Linked DNA regions of Mus musculus: all the other regions are linked to region 1. Evidence: chromatin contacts called from public Hi-C and promoter capture Hi-C data. All regions are on one chromosome and are shown on one strand. The core of a region is the stretch at or near the end of the contact, and the rest is flanking DNA. Distances in the headings are between cores, read along the strand shown.

What was found. Promoter capture Hi-C pulls out the DNA fragments that hold promoters and counts their contacts. Hi-C and Micro-C count contacts between places; a contact is called where the count stands out from the background.
Region 2: a contact with region 1 is called in a promoter capture Hi-C map of liver, with 4 times the contacts expected there. The contact joins two enhancer-like sites. A contact is called at or near these places in 1 of 39 promoter capture datasets (liver) and 1 of 115 datasets of contacts at active chromatin or transcription factors (embryonic stem cells).
Region 3: a contact with region 1 is called in a Hi-C map of liver, with 3 times the contacts expected there. The contact joins two enhancer-like sites. A contact is called at or near these places in 1 of 39 promoter capture datasets (the C10 cell line), 10 of 484 Hi-C or Micro-C datasets (Sertoli cells, adipose-derived mesenchymal stem cells, cortical neurons and 6 more), 18 of 115 datasets of contacts at active chromatin or transcription factors (the 230-238 cell line, astrocytes, bone marrow-derived macrophages and 9 more) and 3 of 9 other capture datasets (embryonic stem cells, liver and pancreatic islet).

The regions. Positions count from the first base shown.
Region 1 is chr13:64,102,969-64,107,946 of GRCm38.p6, forward strand. Slc35d2 (solute carrier family 35, member D2) reads right to left here. Exons shown (of 12, transcript NM_001001321.3): 8 at 4,047-4,139; 9 at 1,765-1,832. Among named protein-coding and RNA genes, the nearest start is that of Hsd17b3, 16 kb to the left of the region's middle. Within about 2 kb of position 2,918, at least 28 of the 459 cell types and tissues checked have an H3K27ac peak or open chromatin away from gene starts, as enhancers often do. A contact at or near this core is called in liver, where this site is marked.
Region 2 is chr13:63,275,955-63,280,932 of GRCm38.p6, forward strand. All of the region lies in intron 13 of Aopep (aminopeptidase O), which reads left to right. Among named protein-coding and RNA genes, the nearest start is that of Gm16907, 19 kb to the right of the region's middle. Within about 2 kb of position 3,072, at least 194 of the 459 cell types and tissues checked have an H3K27ac peak or open chromatin away from gene starts, as enhancers often do. A contact at or near this core is called in liver, where this site is marked.
Region 3 is chr13:63,559,857-63,564,834 of GRCm38.p6, forward strand. It overlaps Ptch1 (patched 1), which reads right to left. Exons shown (of 24, transcript NM_008957.3): 2 at 3,767-3,959. Among named protein-coding and RNA genes, the nearest start is that of Ptch1, 3.4 kb to the right of the region's middle. RefSeq lists an enhancer at 2,987-3,355. Within about 2 kb of position 2,630, at least 20 of the 459 cell types and tissues checked have an H3K27ac peak or open chromatin away from gene starts, as enhancers often do. A contact at or near this core is called in liver, where this site is marked.

The DNA.
Region 1 (4,978 bases), core at 1,668-4,167:
CACTGAGCCCCCACAACCTGTTTGCAAACCTTTAGTCACACATTTAGGATTCCAGAAGATTAGTCTAACCTCACCATAACCCAAAGGGAAATTAAACACCTGCCCTTTCAACACTCTACTGGCTTTGTAATAAGCTTATTTAAAAATGTAGTAAATTCCAGTAAGACAGCTCAGCAGATAAAGGTCCTTGCCTCCAAGCCTGAAACTCTATGCTCAACCCCTGGGATCAATATGATAGAAGAGAACAAACACCACATGCACACTAAGGCAGCATGCATGTGTGTGTGTGTGCACCCATATGCGCACACACACACGGATGAATAAACATTAAGAAAAATTGTAAAGAAAAAAATTTAAATATATTGTATTTTAAGGTTATAATTTCAGTAAATCCAATAGAGGTCTGGAGGTTGAGAAAAAGAAGTTTGGGATACAAACTTGAAAGTGGTGACATCAACTAAGAGGCTTCAGTTGGCTCTCTGGCTCCTGCCTTGGGAAGCACCTGACACTACCCCTGAGCTGCCTGCTGAGTGAACAGCAGGAGCTGGTGGCCAGCCATCCTGAAGAGTGACTTCTGAGGCTGTGGAGAAGTGGTTGGGGCATTGTTACAAGGGCGTAGATCTTAGAGAGGGTCCACCATGCCAAAGCTGGGACTTTCTTCTAACAGGGCTTTGGAATTAAAACTTAATAATAGAAGGTTAGTACATGGAAGAGAAGAAAAACTATTGACGAAGTCCGTGAAAAGAAAGCAGACAGCAGAGCTCAACGGAGTTCAAGAGGAGAGAGAGCATTACTAGTTTAGTGTGGCATTGTGACCCTGTGATCCCAGCACTTGGGAGGTGGGAGTCAGGACAACTGCAACTCAGGCTGTTTCTGTTTGTTTGTTTGTTTCTTCTTCCTCTCCTTCTAACTCAGTCAGGCTGTGAACTTTAAGAATCTCCATCCTCAACCTCTCGGGTGACGGAACTACAGGCGTACTCCACAGTGCACAGCTTAGCATTTCTTACTGACCCCCTTCTATATGTTTAGTATGTCCCAAGTCCACTTTACAATTAAATCCTCCAGCTTGCATATCCCAGCCCCATGAATGTGATTCTTGAGCTCAACATTCCCATTTCAAAGATAAAGCAGCATGAGGCTCGGAGAGGCTAAGCAGCTTGTCCACAGACCCAGAGCTAGTTAAGTGTCAAATCCAAGATTGAACCTCCACACGTGTGCTGTGGCACATGGGTAGACAGACAGATACATACACACACACACACACACACACACACACAGAGAGGGAGAGAGAGAGAGAGAGTAATAATAAATTAAATTAAGAACTCCATCACCAGAATAACTATTAAATCCAATAAAGCTAAAGGGAGGGGTAACAGAGACCAGAGACACAGCTCAGTGTGTTAAGAGCGCCTGCTGCTCTTGCAGAGGACCTGGATTGGGTTCTTACTGCCCTCATGATGACTGTACCACCTTGTAACTCCAGTTCCAGGGGACCCAGCACTCTCTCTGACCTCTGTAAATAGCTGTGATACTGAAGTGTTTGGACCCACCAGGATATAAAGTCGGTACTTCCAGCACCAACAGAGCCTGCAAATGCAGGGCTTGTGTGTGTGTTGGGAGTACAGGGGAGGGGTGCCCTGCCCAGATAAAGTCAAGAGAAACACAAGAAAGAGGATTCTGGCAGAAGAGACAGGCAGACAAATTAGATCTGACTTGTCAAGAAATACCATCAACCGACTTCTCCACTTACATACAGTTTCTTACCCCAAAAGACAGGAAAGGAGAAACTGTATGATAAATAAGACATTCTTCCAGTGTCTGAATTCAGTGGCCTGTGATGACAAAGAAAAGATCCATCGTGCGGTTAGTGACAGTTCAGCTTAAATCCAGTTAGCACAACCTTACCACCTTTTGTGCCATTGATGCATTGACAATAATTACACAGTTCTATCAAAGAGACAATGCATTAAATATCAATAACTAGTTAAACAGGGGCTTATTGTACTACTTTCCAAACCTTTACGTTTGAAAGTTTCCATCATAAAAAGGTTTTGCTGTTACTTATTGAGTAGCCTTCTGATTCCCTATGTGCAGCGTGTCATGAGTACATCTGTGATGGCTTGTACATGCTTGGCCTAGGAAGTGGCACTATTTGGAGGTGTGGCCTTGTTGGAGTAGGTGTGTCACCATAAGTGTATAAGAACCTTATCCTAGCTGCCTGGAAGCCAGTCTTCTGCTGGCAGCCTTCTGATGAAGATGTAGAACTTTCAGCTCCTCCTGCACCATTTCTGCCTGGATGCTGCCATGTTCCTGCCTGGATGATAATGGACCGAACCTCTGAACCTGTAAGCCAGCCCCAATTAAATGTTGTCCTTATAAGAGTTGCCTTGGTCACTAACTAAGGCAACATCCTTATACACACACACACACACACACACACACACACACACACACACACACACACACACACACACATAATTAAATAACCAAATTGTAATAAGTTAAAAACCAAGAGCTAGAAGTATTTATATAAACAATCAATAAAAATTATTTACTCTGGACAACATAAACCCAGAGAGGGTTATTTAGTAATATTTCTTAAAATACATATGTTCTTCACCAGTGCACACTTTAATAAACACTAGTTTTCTATCTTTAAGAATGAATCTATACTGGTAACATTTGAAGAAACAGAATATACAAAGCATGCTAGATTATGAATCTTTTGCACTTTGGGGGGGTCAATCAGAAAAAAAATCAATATTTTAAAATCCCTCTCCCTCAGTTGCAACACACTACATGTATTTTGGCCTCCTAGAGGGAAGGTCAAATGAGCATCTCCCAAGGACCTGGGGTTTGTTAACAGAAGGGCTGCTATCTCTGACTTCATTTCCCACAGTTAATAATCCACCGACTGTAAGTCCAAAGTCCAGGACTCACTTCCCAGAGTAGTGAGTCACCAAAAACTTTGGCCTTTCCATCTCTCCCTGTTGACTCATTCATTCTTCCTCCAATGACAGAGAGAGAATATTTCACTCCGTGTTATCCGTCAGCTTCCAGTGTATTTAGTTCAGTGTACATGAACTCCCCTCTTTATCATATTTAGTTCATAATCTAAAATGGACTCAGTCATGCAACCAGCTAAAAGATCTTGGAGTAATTCAGTGAACATTTCAGATAGTTGCCGAGTGAAAACAGATCACATTTACCTGCTAGGGACTCTCCCTCATTTTCATTACTAATTACAGTGTATATCTACATCTCTGGTCATCTCTTGCCATCTAATACTTTAGTAAAGGTATACTCATATTTTATCTTTAGGTTTTCTATTACATTTGTGCGTGCGTGTGGTGTAGGTATGTGGTTTAGACACAGCACACACACGGTACTCACAGACAGTCTGCCAGAATCAGCTCTCTCGATATGTAATATGGCTCCTGGCGATGGAACTCAGGTTATCAGGCTTGGCAGCAAGTGCCATCTCTCCAGCCCAAATGAATTGTATTCTAAACATTATAGCTTTTGTATTTTATCATTTTAGAGGAATAAAAAAAGTCCTTTGATCCCCCCACTCCCCTTTGTGGCACTGAGGATCAAACCCACAGTCCTGTGCATGCCAGCCAGTGTTCTACCACTGAGCTACATCCCCAGCCCTGGATATTGCTCTTAGATCTTTCAGTGTATTATTCTAGTTATATATATATATTTCTAAATAATAATTCTACAAAGCTCTCCAGTCCATCTGCAATTTCAGTGCCTGGTAATCGCTCAATTCAGAGAGCTTCTGCCTAAATCTCTAGAGTCTAAACTGAAGAGGCCAGAGAGGGCAAGCAGTGGGTGAACTAGCACCACATCAGGAGGCAAAGTTCTCCTAGAATATGAGAATTTAATAAATTACTTCTCCACTAACAAAGAGTCTAACTCTCAATTTACCCACAAAGTAAAAAAATACAACAAAGTCAATGACACACTGAACACACTCACCCTAGCACACCTAGCTCGGCCTCACCTACCTTAACCATGTTTATAACACGGGCCATATTTACCTGCTGAAAGTCTCCAGTAGAGACGCTAATAATGACAGTTGGGATGAGCATGAAGCAGGCATTATAGAAAAGCACTCCATATTTCCCCAGCTCCTGTGAAAATAAGAAGATTGCATTCAACTCTAGAGCTCTAAGGTATCGTGTCTTCTGGGCTGATTTGTCTATTTATGCACAATTAGAATGTTTAAAAGGCTGGCAATGTACTGTAAGACTTTTGGCCCATGTCTGTTGTAAAATGGACCATTGCACTGTGTTGTAACTTTGGAATAAATATTTGTTCAACACCAACAAGCACATGTACAATGGATGAAAACAGAAGGCTTGAGGCCCTACCCATCTCTAACACTCCACTATTAAGCACGTTATTCAAAGTAGCAAATCTGAAATGAGATAATGGAAATTTAAAATGTTAACTAATTCTTTTAAAACATCTGCTCCATCCGTTAAAGAATAGGAACCTATCATGTTTGCTTTTACTAAAGTGACCACCCACTTCTCCTTTAAAAAAGGGGGGGGTGACATATTGTATTTTCAGGAAGGCAATGGACCTGTTTTTGTAAAACTGTCACCATTCAAAGAAACAAATGGGCATACAGATTTTAAAAATAGCTCACAGAAAAGCACCCATCAGTCAATGAGAGCTCCCTCACAAAGCACAAAGAGCCCAGAACAAAAACCCATATGCTGGCTCACCCCAGACAGCTTCCGGTCACAGCTGGGGCTGGGTGAGGTCTGGGGCAGCACGACAGGCAGCCCCGACAGCTTGCGATCTGAAGAGGTGGTTCGTACTGGAGGACATGACAAATGACCGCCAGACACCTCACTTCATGAGGAAACACATTTGGAGAAATGAAAGTCTAAAGGCGTAATGGCCTGTGAGTTTCCGAAGCTCACAGCTGGAAATCTACAGGCACTGTCCCACCTCCTTCTGA
Region 2 (4,978 bases), core at 1,822-4,321, 830 kb before region 1:
ATGACAGCTTTGCATGTATCTATAAGCATTTGGAAAACAGTATTCTTCCATGTTTAAACTTTTTCTTCCATTATTATGTGTGCACGCATAATGTCTGTGTGGACACTGTGCCATGTGTCTCCCATGTGGATCTGTAGATTGAACCTGTTTAGCAATCTTGCACAGCAAACACCTCCTTGCACAGAAGCACGTTTTCTATTTAACAAGATATCACCGACCTATGGGTGAAAGTACTGAAGCCAGCGAATACTGTTCCTGGTCATGAACATAGCGATTTTGCTGTGTGCCCTATAGGGGAGCCGCTCATGGCTGGTCCTGCATTTTAGAAGCTGCTGGTTGCCTTCTCAGCACTTCATTCACAGATGCAGCCCGAACTACATAAGGTCTACTATATTCCTTCAGTCATTCATCAGGAGTAAGAAAATATTTCAGACTGAGGTGTAGGAAGTAAAAAAGGAAAGGGTGTGTGGATCACTCAAAACTGACTGTAACTTCCTTCTAGGTCTTTAGAAATTTATTTACTTGTCATGGAAATGCGACTTGGTAGAATACTTGCCTAGCATGTATGCGTGTACACGGAATGGGCACACACACATACACATACATGAACACATGCACACACACACAAATGCACACACACACACACACCTGAGCCAGCACACTCCTTGCATGGTGGCACATGCTTATCATTTCAGAACCCCAGAAGTGAAAGTAGGGGCATCAGAAGTCACTGTTCCCTACCTTTGTTACACGGGCAGCTTCAAGCTAGCCTTGGCTGCATGAGAACCTGTCTCAAAAAGAAGAAAGAAGTATTTTACCCAAATGTTCTACATTTTATGCTGGACTTTCTCTACTCTGATAACAGCTCTCACCCCTTCTCTGTAATAGCTATACTATCCACTCTGTGGCTACAACACTGTGTTTTAACTCAGAACTAGCTGAAAGGTTTGATAACAGAAACGCATTTATTCCCGTCCTGGAATTTACATTGAGATGAATTGGTAGATAACAAGAATTTAGAATTAAGATATCACTGCTTATGAATTAGAAGTTCAAAGTTTATCAAATTCTGAACACAAGAAGTTGAAAGTGCTCTTTGATACATAAAAGTGCTGTGCTTCGGGACCTTCAGCAGGACGGAAGATAGCCTGTAGCGCTCTGGGACTTCTTGTTTGAATCGGTTCTTCCCAGAAGAGTGAAGTAGTGGGAGTGTACCCCTCTGTCCCATCACTGTGGACCTGGTAGATTCTAGGCAGGCAGATGAGAAAACTTCAAATGTTTCTTGTAAAGTCCTTGGAAAATTTTAATTTGAGCATTTAGCTTAATTTAGTTTCTGAAATACACAGTGGCATAAAATAGTAGTAGACACATGGTGGTAGGACCCAGCTGGCCCCAATGCTCTGGTTTCCTGCAGTTCACAGGATATGCTTGATGTCACATTGCTCGAAGCATGGGTAATACTTCTAACAAAGGTTCAAATAATAACACATTTTACAATTTGACGCTCCCACTTGGAAGCATGGTGATTCTCTGTGCCACAGCCTACTTTAGCTCCCACCTGTTCTTGGCGGCTATCATGCTCTTTCATCCTGTGGTAGCAGTTTGGAGGGGCTGTGATCAAACGATGACTTACAAGTTCACATATCTCAAGCTATTAGTAACGTGTCTCAAACATCTAATGCCATGGATTCTGTGAATATTTGTTGCTGCAGTGGTCATTGCAGAGTGTAGCTCTGAAGATGCTTGGTAGCCAAAAGAAACTGACACTACTAGGAGGGTTGCCTGCCTGGTGGTGAGTTCTATAATTTGAAAAGAAAATATTTTCACTCTTCATTATTTGATAACCTTCATTTGCTAGCAACCTCCATTTTTACCCTCAAAATAATGCAAACAAGATTCACATTCAGTGTTCTAGCTAGTCTTAGGTTTAGGCAGTTCTTTAAAGTTCGATTAAAACAAAAACCGATGTGGAGAACCATTTTTCTGCTGCCTCCAGCAGCAGCAGCAGCAGCAGCAGCAGCAGCAGCAGCAGCAGCAGCAGCAGCAGCAGCAGCAGCTGTTTCTCTTTAAGTTTCTAATGCGTGGAAGGCACTTTAGTTCTGTCCGGAGGTCCCACAGACATTACCCATGAACGAAGAGCAGGCTTAATACGCCTACCCTGCCTGTTGTGTGAATCCCAACAGGAAAGGAAGCCCTTTCCTGACAGGCAGAGAAGACCATGGCTTCCTTTGGCTCCTGTTTCTGTTTCTCTCTGGATCCTGAGGAAATAGAAGTTCCTGCTCTTGTTTGGGGAACTTCTCTCCATGGTATCCTTATCTCACGCTATCGGCAAGAATCTTATAAGTGAAAATTCACTCAATGGAGTTTTATTTTAAGTCTCAGAGTGGTGCCTGTCTTCCTTCCGTCCACATGTGTCCTTTACCTGTGGCAGGCAGCCATGGACCTGAGTGGGTGGCCTTCAGGCCTGCAGGGTAGTGGTTGTGCTTCCTGGAGAAGGTAGCAAGGAATTTTCCAGATTCAGAGTACCTTATACAATGAAAGGTGTTTTATATCCGTGAGGTCACCCTTCACCTTCTGCACATGACTCTCAGAGGTCAGCGGCATTCTGCCCTGGCCCCTGGCCCCTGTTTGGGTTGAATTCCAGCCAACAAGTCTCCAGCCTACAGGAGAATTTGAGATTTTTCTCCCTCCCTCATTTCTTCTGTTTTGTTCTGTGTAAACAGTTCCTGCCAAAGTAACATAGACAAATATAGCAGAGAATGCTTTTCTGGAAGATGCATGCTCCCAAAGCATTTTTTAACCATTTTTGGGAAGAATTGATCGTTCTGTGCGTTTCAGACAGACTGAAAGAGGCGGGGAGGCTGTTGCTATAATGGAAGTGACATCATACATTATTGCCCCATTGATCCGCTTTTAGTCTCCAGCCAGGATAAAAGGAAATGGCACCAGGGAGGAAGCATGCTTCATTTAGGCTCAGATCCCAGAGTGATAATGGGGTAATAATAGAACTCACGCCACTGTCAGTCTGTGGCTGCATTAGTCTCAGGCTCTCTCCGTCTGGAGCCACACTGACTTCCTTCCCCATACAGCCACTGCTGTGCGCCAGCTGGGCGGCCAGGGAGGGGCTCAAGGGCTCCCCTTGGCCTTCAAGGCATGCCAGCTGCAGTCCTGATGTTTGTGCCTGGGGAAGCTTCGTGGTGAGACTTGTCTTGTCTGTGGCATTCCTAATCCGGGAGGTAAGTCTGCTCTTCTGCATTGTGTTGTGCTAATGGAAGAGAAAGCAGGGGCTGCAGTTGTGTGGATGGATTGTCCTCTGGGAGGGAGCTCAGAGTGACATCCATCCCTGCCCCCACCCACTCCCACCCCTGACTCCTGTAAAGACACTCGGGCTCCTACAAGAGCCCAGGGTTGGTTTTCTTTGTGCTGCTTTTACATGGGTCAGGGCTGGGGGTTAGAAATTTCACACTTTCTCTTCAAGAAACTTTAAAACTTCAGACTTGTGCCGCTTTCCTCAATTTCTAAGTCGTGAGGGTGGGGGCAAACGAAGTTAACTTTTTTCTTTGTGTATTTCTTCAAAATTAACAACTATGAAATCTTAAGTGTTAATGGCAAGAGTACAGATTTCCACCGTCGTTAATAACGCTTGCACTTGATTTGCTTCCCGTTACATACTGCTCCGTGTGTTCATTTGAGTAAGTTTTACAGGGCTGTGCTGTTGATTTTAAGTACCTATCTGATTTGGGCAGCTCATAGCCTTATTTTGTCTTGCGTTTCCAAGGCAGATGCATTTTTGCAAGGCCTTCTCTACGGGAAATAATAACATATATCATTGTTTATGAAAAGAAAGAATTTTCTCTCCTTTTGCAACTGAATGGTGGGTGTCAGTCTCACAGCAGGCTGGTCTTGTAATATATCACGCCGGCTTCCCTGGGGCCCGGATGCTCAGGGACACTGCTGTTTTTTCTTGATGACTCCATAGTACATCTGACACCCTCTGTGTCCCTTGCAGTACCTCCGTGATAGCACACAGATGGACCCAAAGTTATGTGAAAGTTCATTTGACTTCCCTGTGAGTGGAAGTGGGATGTCTCCTGTGCCTGCTGCCAGGACAGCCCACTGGCGGCACAGCACTGCCTCCCAGCACATTTGCAAGTACTTGAGATCGTTCAGTCACTTTGCAAGCATTTATCGTGTATTATTTCTTTTCTGCTGTAGGGTGGCTCGACAGGGAGCAAATATGTATTTTACAAAGACGTTCACTCTATTAAAATATTTTTCCTTTAACATATCCTCTTTTCAAGTCTTTAATCCTTTTTTTGTGATATAATATTTACTTGTGAATGAATGATAGTTTTATTAAATGTGGCTGAAAACAGCATTAGGTCACAGATTTGTCTTTCTTCATTGTTTAGAGACTACATTTTCCCATGGATTGGAGAACCAGGTGGCGATAGGTTGTTTACTAACAGAGTGCTTCCTCTCAGTCCATTCTACAAAGACCAGACTAGCACAGTTCTTCCCGCATTAGGAAGGAATGTTCAGCATGGCTGTGCCTTGTGTCCTGCCTGCCTCTGAACAAGCCTGCTCTTGCACGAGAGTGTCTGTACCCTACTGAATGGAGGAGGATGGATTCCTTGGAGGGGTGTGTACCCTCACTCTTTCCTGCCTTTTAATTAGAGCCAGATAAACTTGGGAAACAGCCCTAAAGGTTTGAGTGCATATGCACTCCCCCTCCAGCCCTCCCTCCCATCTCAGTTGTCCAACTTAAATCAGGGGGCTTAGCTCTAAATGTTTCCATTGCCTCAATTTTGTGACAACAAAAGCTTTCCGTGATCCTTTCGATTCTGTTCGTGTGGGGTTGTGAGCTTTCTGCTTGGAAGAAAAACACTGCGCAGGTGTAGATCCACTTGGGCTCCCATGTTAGCAAGTCGCAGACTTTTAAGCTGGAGTTGTGTTCAGTGACTTAACCCAGGAGGGA
Region 3 (4,978 bases), core at 1,380-3,879, 540 kb before region 1:
GGCCCCAGCCACTCTCCATGGACCCATCCCTGGAGACATTCCGAGCTACCAGATGCCTGCCCCTCACTTCATTCACCCTATCTCTGGAAAGCGAACACTGAAGGCCACCCACAAATTATCTATTGAGCCTTCACCCACCCTCCTTTTTCTGCCTAGAATGTCCCTCACCTCCACCTTCTCAAGCCTGGGGCCATCCTGGAAGCTTTCACTGATTTCCCCAACATCCTGGCAACTAACTACCTACAGACTTGTCTACAGACCGACCGTCATCAACATTTCTCAGGAGTTTGGGCAGTGCCTAGTGCAGACTGGGCACAGAGAACCCACACTGACCAAATACTTCCACTTGGAAACAACCACTCATGTTTCTATGTTTCTGGTGCCATCATGGGTTTTTGTTGACAGTAGGTGCCCAACTACAGCAGGGTCTTTATCAAAACTTTTTTTGTCCCTTCACAAGTAAACTTCTGTTGACATCTATATCGTGCAAAACAAAACAAAACAAAACATCCTAAGACTCAGGGTGGCGGTACTTCACATATAATGGTCAGTTTCTTGAAAGGCAATCGTTATACCAACATCTTAACAGATCAAAAAAGTTATCACTTAGGCATGCATGTATGGTGTGTGTTTGTGACGAGGGGAGCAAGGGAAATGGATTCTTGATTCTGTGGTGAATGGATGATTCATAAGCTACATTTCTTCAGGATGTTAAACTGTGGAAAGGCAAGGCCAGGATATGGACGTCAGGATGTTCCTTAATTTTCCTGGCTATATTAAAAATATTTTGGAAGATAAAACACACCCAGTAAGCTTGTGTGCAGACATATACACACAAGCACAGAGGCAACTCATCACAGGTTGTTTTTTTGTTTTTTTTTTTAATGACTGACAGGAGGAATATCAAACTTTCCAAACCGTCCCTCGGTTTCCCAGCTTCCCTTTTCCCTTAAACCGGAAGTCTTTCCTTTCTTCTGTTGCTTAGCTGGGGACATGTAAGACTCCCCTTGCCTGGTCTGTGTGTGCTCCTGGAATCACACCCTGAATCTGAAGAGAGCATCCTGTAACAGATGACAGTGACGAAGAAATTATCTAAGAGACTGAAGCAAAGAGGAAGCAGGAACCTAAGCTAGGGCCTGCTGCTCATTTGAATTCAATGACCACCACAACCATCAGACATGTATTCCTCAAAGCAGGGACTCGCGGTGTTCTGACTGCTGAACACTAAATTTGATACCATATCAAATGCTCTCCTCGATGCGCTTAACTACATTTATGAAACATGCTTCTTGCGAAGGCAAGAGTTGAATGAATGAATGAATGAATGAATGAGGCCAAGGCAGTGTCAGACTAAATGACCTAAATCAATGGAAAGCAAAATGAACATGAAGGGACCTGCAGACCACACTCCTAGTTATCATATGATTCTCATTTGAACAGAGAGACACCTATTATATGAAATATTACATTCATATACCATCATGTCCTAAAATTAAAGTCACGGATATTTTATTGACTTGTAAGGTAAAGTGTTAGGCCCAAGAACCAATGAGCCATACTAAAATGGCAATGCAGAAAGGAGCTAAGGCCTCTAAGCCTAGCCAGAGTTGGGGTGTAGCTCAGAGAAGGAGGATTTGCCTAACATGGTGGTGCCCTAGGTTCCATAGCTGTATTAGCAGAAAACAAACAAACTATCAAGATACCAAAAGCAGGAGGGGGGAAGTGGGTAGGGGTGGGTGTCTGCCTCAGGTGTGTCCTCCTTACTGAACATCTTCCACTTAGACAGGTGGAGTCGCTCTACCTAAGTCTTTCATCATTCTTGAAACAATGTTAAGAAAACTCTACTACCTCTGTAAGCTTGTTAAAACTTATGGAAACAGCATCTCCAACTACTAAAAACCAAACTGTTGCAAGGCCATGGTGCTCATCAGCCTGGAAAAAGCCAACTGTGGAGCCATTAGCTTAACTTCTGCTCTATAGTCTTGCTGGTCAGTTTCTGTGCCTAGGACCTTACGTTCTGCTGGTTAACTTAACTTTCCAGGACCTTGCAGGGGGTGGCCTGTTCCCGCCAATACTCTCTTGCTTCCTGTCTCTCCAGTACCCCTGCCTACCTCAAGACATCTACTAAGGCCTTTTTTTCTCCTAATTTAACTTTCATGAAACAGTTCAAGTGGGAGCCTATACTCAGTGAAAATGCATTGAATTCCTGTAGTCTGAAGCACAGGGCACTGTGCAATGTCTCCATCACAGTGCCTAGCACAGGGTCAGGAACACTAGAGATACTAAGGAAATTTGTTGCCAGGGACATAGTCAGTGCTCAATAAAACTATTCTCTGAACTACCAATGACAAGGAAGCAAAGTGGGGTAAATTACCTAATGGAATCAATCCAAAAGACACTTGTATTCATTAACCAAGCTACTCAAGGCAGGAATGTGCTCTGCTCTTAAAGATTAGGATTATTATTTTGTTACTTTCCAACTAAATACTCCACCACTAGTTTTGCAAAAATAGTGAAAGCTAAGGTAACAGAATATTCTGGAAGGTTAGTTTCCAAGAGCATCCTGAAACTGGTGACCTAAGAAATTACTCATTAACCCTGGTTTCAAAATTCTGTCCTGGGTGGCTTGCAGTAGGCATGTACCAAATATTTGGGGTTGAAACATCTGCCCAACTACTCTGATGCTCAAAGCAGTGTTTGCCAGAAGCTAAAATGTTTTCAAACAAGGGGTTGGTACTTTTCAAAGAGATAACTGAGACACTAACAAAGAACGAAGGAAAAAAGAAAGCCTAAAATCACAAAGAGCAAAAAGATTCCACGGTGGTGGGGTGGGGAAAAATGGAAAACCTATTTTCAATTTACAAGTCCTTTTATAAAGCAGGTCCCCAACCCCTCCCCTTCCAAATCGAGGCACTTGGATAAAAGACACACACACACACACACACACACACACACACACACACCGAGGGAAGCTCCCGTGGCCCCTCCCATCAAACTTGCTTTCTTTTAAAATACACACACACTTGCAAGCTTAACAAATGCAACCACCCCCAAGAATAATTCCATTTAAAAAGCCCCCCCACCCGCGAGAAAACATTAATCTACTTTGCAAACATGCGTTCCAGTTTGTGCTTTACTATTTTTTTCAACTCCCCCCACCCCCCTTTGGTACCTTGAGACAAATGTTTTTTTCCCCCAGAGTTGAAAGCAGTCCAAAAACAGGACCACACACGCGGCCGCCTCCGCAGGCCCGCGAGGCGCCCGCCCCCTGCGCGCCCCGGGGGCGCGCACACTCCCTGCAGCCAGAGGGGTGGCCTTGCCCTCCACCCCCCTCTCCTTTCACCGCAGACACAGTGGGTGGGTGGGGGGTGGGGGTAAAGAAGCCGAGCTCAGGCTCCCGGATCAGAGAGGCCTTTCCCGGGCCGCGGCTCCCGGGCCAAAGCCAGGCAGGCAGCTGTGGCGAGCTTCGGGGACCACCCCCACGGCTCTGCGGAGTGGTCCGTCCCGCGCAGGGCCTCTGCGCCCCCGCCACTCTCTCCCACCACACCTAGCAAAGCGCAGCGCCCCGAGTAGATTACAGCGCGGCCTTTGTCGGGCGGGCCTGGCTACTGGCCAGCCATGCAAACAATAAACAGTCGCCCCTGGTGCGGGCAAGGGCTTCTCGTTGGCTACAAGGAGGCTCTAGGTGCATGCTGGCAAATATCTTCATCAAACACAGTAAAGGGAAGGAAGACGAAGGACGCGCTAGCGGCGCCTGATCGCTTACCTTCCACCCACAGCTCCTCCACGTTGGTCTCGAGATTAGCTGCCTTTAATCCCACAGCGAAGGCCCCAAATATGAGGAGACCCACAACCAAAAACTTGCCGCAGTTCTTTTGAATGTAACAACCCAGTTTAAATAAGAGTCTCTGAAACTTCGCTCTCAGCCACAGCGGCGCTTTCCGGCCAGTAGCCTTCCCCTGGGGACGAAGCAGAAGGGAGGAGTGAACGCCGGGGAATCGCTGTCCCCCGCACACCCGCCCGGGGATCCCCTCTGGACAGCAGTGTGGGGCGTGGGCGCCCGCGGCGCAATGCCTCTCCCTCGGACTGGAACCAGGACCATCCAGAGGAAGCCCTGGGGGCGTGGGGGCCTTGGTTGTAAATCAGTGAGACTGCAGCGTGGGAACTGTACTCTAGGGACCAGGGGGCGCCCCCACGCGTGGCCTGAGCGCCAGTCCTGAATGAGACTTGGGGTGCTGGGGAGAGAGGCTAACTGAGAAGCCACCACCAGCAGCCATGGTTTAGTACCGGGGACCTGGAGGGAGGGCCTGAGTGATCCTAGCCGAGAAGCCCAACACTAAAGAACCCCCAGGAAACGTCCCCCCTTCCCTAAGTCCTGCTCCAGCCTGTGGCCTCCTCCAGTGCCCCGGAGGCCGAGTGAAGGGCGCAAGCGCACTTAGGGACAATCTACAGCAACCGTGGTCCATCTGGCCCCGGTGTGGCTGTACGCGAGGTCCACGTGGTGAGCCCCGCAGCCAGAGTTCGGTCCACACTCTTTTCCACAGCCTTAGGAGACACCGCGGGAGCTCAGTTAGGAAATGCGGCAGCCATCTACAACTTACACTATTTGTGCTCGGAAGAGGGCGGCCACAAGGATCTTTCCTCCCTCTCCCATTCCCTCCTGGTGAACTCTTTAAAATAGCCGAGTGCACAAGGAAGAGGCCCAGGCCGGCGCCGGCGGGGGTCCTGGCTGGGCGCAGGCTGCTCTCCGGGCGGCGGAGCCCGGGGTGCTGGCCAGGGCCCCTGCGGGCCCCAGGCTAGGTGCTTGCCTTCCCCGGATTCCACACATTTCAGCCAGCCTCGTAAACACAATGAACCCGGCCGTTCCGCACACCCGTACCGAAGATTTAAGGTGGCAACTTGTTTACAACTGCCCCCCTCCCCGGCAGGCTGGGAGAAGAGGCGGCCCAAGACCTGGAAGAGAGGGGACGTCCTCTCC